2 separate regions of the Hordeum vulgare genome follow, and region 2 is linked to region 1. The links are chromatin contacts, called in public Hi-C maps. All regions are on one chromosome and are shown on one strand. Each heading gives the region's core, a stretch centred on a gene start, on an enhancer-like site or on the middle of the called end of the contact. The rest is flanking DNA. Distances are from core to core; before and after follow the strand shown. Region 1 holds the start of LOC123427274 (regulator of nonsense transcripts UPF2-like). Region 2 holds the start of LOC123427277 (cytokinin dehydrogenase 8-like).

Region 1 (2,700 bases), core at 66-2,565:
TATTTAAAGAATTGTTCGCAAATTCAAGTGTTCATGTTTCAATTTTTCTTTGGGATTTTCAAAATATGTACTCAAGTTTAAAAAATTGTTCATGCTTTCAAGTTTTGTTTGGAAGTTTAAAAAAATGTCCCAATTTTTTCAAAATATTTCGCATATTCATTTTTTTTGAATTTGAAAAATGTTCACATATCCAAAAAATGTTTTGGAATTTGAAAAATGTTTCGGTTTCGAAAAAACATTCATGTTTTCTATTTTTGGATAAAGGTTCATGTTTTCGAAAAAGTCCTATATTATAAAAAATGCTTGCTTTTTGATTTTTTTTATAAATTTGATTGAGAATATTTCTCCATTTCGAAATATGTTCCAAAATTTAAATATGTTCATGATTTTAAAATTTGTCCCCATTTTGAACTTTTGTTCACAAATTCGAAAAATGTTCGTGTTTATGAAAAAAGTTAAATAAATTCAAAATGTGTTTATCACTTTAGAAAAATGTTCGGGTTTTCGAAAATTGGTCGTAAGGTCAGGAAATTACTCAAATTTTGAAATATTGTCTAGGACTGTTTCGAATAGTGTTAAGTCCACTACTGCTATTTTAACTCTTGCGATGTATTTCTGCTACGAGAATTTTTGGTCGTAGTGTCTAGCAGCAAGCGCACTTGAGTTGGTGACCCGGGTTCGATTCGCAAGAAGCGCGATCAACCTTTTTTTGTGATTTTTCACACGCATTCACGCTGCACATCAATGGGCCACCCAGTCGGGGCGCATCCTATGCCATGGAGCATGTATTTGCCGCAGATGCATGAAATCATTAATTGAGAAGTACATTTTTCAAAGATCACTCCCGCATTTCAGGTTGAAACAAGTGACACGCTGCATGTGTGTCACTTGTCGAAACTTGAGATTTTTTCCTTTTTTTCGTCGATCCGTATTTTTAAAATATTTGATCTTTTAAACCGCGCATCCAAATCTCAAACCATTTTTATTGTTGGATTTTTCATGTTGATATCTTTAAAATTATATTCCATGTTGATAGGTTTGGACGAACCTTTTCTTTTAGAAAGTCACGGACGAAAAAACCGTGCCTCTCACAATAGAAAAAAGGAAACATATTTTTTCTTCATTTTTGAGTGACAGGACCGTGCCTCTAGCGAATAAGAGGCACATAGGAACCCCCAGCCTTAAGGTCTCGCCCCCTCCCTTATTATTGGCTTGCCAAAACGACCCCGAAGGGCCGTGCCGGGCCCACGGGCCAGCCATAAAAGCACGGGCCATATGGCCATGTATGCCATCGAGTCGGCGACAGTCAAATCCCACCCCTGACCCCTCCACGTCTCCATCGTCCTGTTTCTTTCTCCTCTCCCTCACGGCCTCTCCCGAATCCAAACCTCCAAACTGAACCCCTGACAAAATCTCTCCTGCTCCTAAGGTGTCACCGCCGTGCCCTAGAGCTGCCGCCGTGCCGTGCCTAGCGCCGCCACCGACGCTTCAGCCCACACACCCCCTGCTCCTCTCACGCGCGGCGCCGCCACCGCCGTTCCCGTTCTACCTGACGGCCCTGGTGTCTCCCCTCCCGCACGCCGTTCGTCATGTTGGACATTGGTTTCTAAGGTATCAGCCTTTTTTTCTGTCCAGCCCCCACGAATTTTGGGTCGGTCGCGCACCGTCTAGATCCGCCCTAGGTCCGGCAGTTACTCATTAATTCCAGTTATCATCGCTAGGTTTCTAGCAGAGCAACAGGCGAGCCGTGCTGTACTATCTCTAGGGTTTATACCCCGGTTACTTGTTGTCGGGTGCTTATGTTTTTCATGATATAGAGACTATCGTTCTGCAATTGAAGTCCCCGCAAAATATTTAGTGCTGATGTGCCGTTTTGGATTTGCTTGGCAGCTTGGCGTGATTGTCCACATTTCGTCTGCGGAGAAAAAGAATGGAGCACATGGAAATCGAGAGCCACGAGGGGAAAAAGCAAGATGAAGAGGGGCATCATCATAACAATGAGGTGAGAATGGTACAACTCAAGTAGCAATGATATGAAATGAGTAGTCTCAAAATGGGTAACCGCCTGCCTGACCTTTTACAGATGTTCGAACCTTGTAGTTAACACTTCATAATTCCTGTCCTTTTAGAGTGTTACTATCGTCACTATGTTCGTATTCTGGCAGAAATTTGGATTTAGTAACCTTGATATCTAGTGAGTAAATGATTTTAAAAGTTGTGAGGAGTGTTATTCAGTACTGATGATGTATTTGAATTTCATAATATCATTAACCTCTTTATATGTGATACTGCAGTACCGCTGTAGTCTAATTGATTAGGTTTCTTGTGCTTGGGTAACAATAGTTCAAAAGGTAGGATACCCACTATATAGAGCCCACCTTTGACAGTATTACAGTTCATGAAAAAGCGATTAAGGGTAGTTGCTTGGCATTATTTGGTGTAAATTCTCTCCAATTGCCTCTTTATTCCCATGTCACCATGAGCAAGCTGCCCAAATGCCTTTTGGCAGATGCCAAGTACATTTTAAATCAAGGAAAAATGTTTTGTCAACATTACACCAATTAAAGAAATGGCCATGCGGGCTTAGCGTCCTTTCTCTCGTGCATCTTTGAAAGCCTTGGTTAGAGTTAATGGACGATTGTATATGTTGCAATCTTCATACTTCTTCAAGTCTAGAATTTCTGATTTGTTCTAAATGTT
Region 2 (2,700 bases), core at 19-2,518, 260 kb before region 1:
AAGCTGTCGTAGAAGGCCCTCACCCATCTCACCTGATCGTCATCAGGAATTCAGGATGGTAAGAAGTAAGAACAATGGAAGTAAAAAAAGAGGGCATGAGGCGATTGGTACGAGCCATGCATTTACCTTTGGAGGAGCTTCTTGGAGGAGAATTCTTGCCCTGGTGATGATGCCAAACTGGCCAAGCCCGCCAAGAACTGCGAAGAAAAGGTCCGGGGTCTTGGTGCGTGAGCATGTCACGATCTCCCCACTCCCTGCAGCCAAGAGCATGGGAAAAGGGGTAAATTACTGCAGAAATTTACAGGTTCAGTGCTCTCTTTCTTTTTCTTACAGATCAAACAGAGAAAGGGTTTATGAGAAGAAGAAATTGACAGTAGGCTGCATGTGCGCGGTGGGCGTGGAGTACTGCATACCTGTGACGACTTGGAGTTGCAGGACGTTGCTGATCTGCGGGCCATGCTTGAACGCCTGGCCGCTGATGCCGGCATTGGACAGCGTCCCGCCCACGGTGAGGTACAGGTAGTCCGTCCAGGACAGCGGCGCCAGGCCGGCCTTCAGGCACTCCTCCAGCACCTCCACCCACAGAGCGCCGGCGCCCACGTCCGCGTACGCGTGCGCGGTGGCCTCGCCGCTCGCCCGCGCCGCCACCACCACCACGGTGCGTGGCAGGGAACGCGTCTCCACCACAATGCCGTCGCGCGCCTGGGCCTGGCCCTGGAGCGAGTGCCCGACGCCGCGCGCGGCCACGGTCGCCCTCGGGTGCGGCGGCGCCGTCGACAGGGCGGTCAGGAGGAGCGCGATGTCGGCGGTGGACTCCGGCCGAAGGACCGCGAAGGGCGCGTCGGAGACGATGGCGCCGAAGTCGCGCGCCGAGGACGGGGTTGGCTCGAGGAGCGCCACCGGTCCGAACACGTCGGTGGGGCTCTGGATGAAGGTCGCCGCGGAGCAGAGGAGCAGGGCTAGGACGGCGGCGTACATGTACAGCGCCTTGAGGTCCATGGTTCTCGGCCAGTCAGCTCCGTGTATCGAGCGTCTAGCCGTCTAGCCCGCGCTTGGACAGGACCAAATGGCGCTCCTCGCTGGACGAGGCCGATGGAAGTGGGAGGCAGTTGAATGTGTTGTCGTCGTGCACCCTCGCTCGCGCTAGCTGTTTGGTGATTGCTGCCTCGGTCGGGGGCGTCTCTGTCTGGATGGATCCTTGGGTTCCCACAAGAACTGTGGATCGATGGAATGGAAAAGGGACGGGAGGGAGGAGGAGCGAGGCGAGACCGCGAGACAGCTCGCGGATATATACAAGCGGAGGGAGAGGAGAGGAGAGGAGAGGAGAGCAGCCGGTCTCTGTCGTCGGTCGTAAGCGGTGCCGTGACGCGGTCGGGCCGCCAGAGAATCTAATGGAAACCCCAAGCTGGGGTACGGCGGATCCACGAGGGCCCGGCCCTGCCTCCCTCCCTCCGTTCCACTCATCGATCGCATTTCTCCCAAGAGGATTGCTAGCTACTACTACTAAACCTTGGGCAAGGAAGCAACTTACTCCACTTAAAAAAGAGCACTCAGCTCGTATTGCTACTGGATTGCAGAAGCGTACGATGTGGTTTGTTCGGTCCATGTCTTTGAAAACAGACCCTGTACATATTTTATAAAACTACAGAAACCCATGTACTTTTTCTATTAAAAGGATCTGTAGAGTATCTATATGTATGCAGCACGGCACGTAGCTGTCAGTCGTCTTCTGGACGATGGCTACGAGAGCACCGATCCACCTCGGTGGTCACTGTGGCTGACGCTTAGACGGCATTACTACTTGCCAGCGACCGTTTTGACCGGCACTGTGGAATGAATGACCCGTCTTGGCTTCGCTCTCTGGCGAGCGACGCCGTGCGGGCAGAAACTTCAACGAGCAAGAGAGCGGGCGACCGTGCGTGTCAGCAGCGGCGCTTCTCCACTGCGGCCTGCCTGGCGCCGGCGCGCACCCCGTGCGTCCGTGGCGTACTTGTGCTCCACACTGCTGGCAGCGACACCCACCTAGTACACCTTACGTGCATGCACTCGCCGCCGGCGTCTGAGGCGAAGTACCAACCCACGCGTCCGATACGGAACGTCACTTGCGTCGCCTGCCGTGAGCATCTCCCAACGCATGCGCTAAATAAGACGCGCGTTGAATAAAACGGGCAAACGGCTCTATAATGAGAACGGACGTTTGGAGCTCGGCCTGCATGAAGACTAGAATTATTTGAACAATTTAAAATTTAATCTTTTGGGTTTTAAAAAAGTCTAAAAATATATACAAGTAAAGAAGGATGTTGTGTATATGTATGTAAAATTTTAGAATGAAATAATTTAAAATACAATCTGATAAATTCATGGTCTGGAACGATACATTGTGTAATGTGTTCAAAAGCCTTAGATTCATCTTTTTTATAGCCCTCATTTCAATGTATTTTTTTCTGAAAATTTACACTTACACACATGTGTGTTACTCCTCGTTTATTTCTGTATTTTTTTAGAATATTTTGAAATATGAAAACATGAATTTTCATGAAATTTGTTTTTCAAATTTAAAAGCCTTTATGGAGGCCAAGCTCCAAACGCAATTTCTGCTATATAAAGCACAATCGTGTTATAATTCCTCAAGCGATAAACAAGCGCATAAAATGTACAACATGCTACGGAAAACTGCATCACGCATTTGATATTTTGTGC

What was found. Hi-C and Micro-C count contacts between places; a contact is called where the count stands out from the background.
Region 2: a contact with region 1 is called in a Hi-C map of leaf, with 10 times the contacts expected there. The contact joins the promoter of LOC123427277 here to the promoter of LOC123427274 in region 1. A contact is called at or near these places in 3 of 6 Hi-C or Micro-C datasets (leaf and seedling).

What each region holds. Positions count from the first base shown.
Region 1 is chr2H:562,865,255-562,867,954 of MorexV3_pseudomolecules_assembly, reverse strand. It overlaps LOC123427274 (regulator of nonsense transcripts UPF2-like), which reads left to right and starts at 1,315. Exons shown (of 17, transcript XM_045111282.1): 1 at 1,315-1,611; 2 at 1,891-2,002. The coding sequence starts at 1,931.
Region 2 is chr2H:563,123,466-563,126,165 of MorexV3_pseudomolecules_assembly, reverse strand. LOC123427277 (cytokinin dehydrogenase 8-like) reads right to left here and starts at 1,268. Exons shown (of 5, transcript XM_045111284.1): 1 at 414-1,268; 2 at 127-254; 3 at 1-32. The coding sequence starts at 999.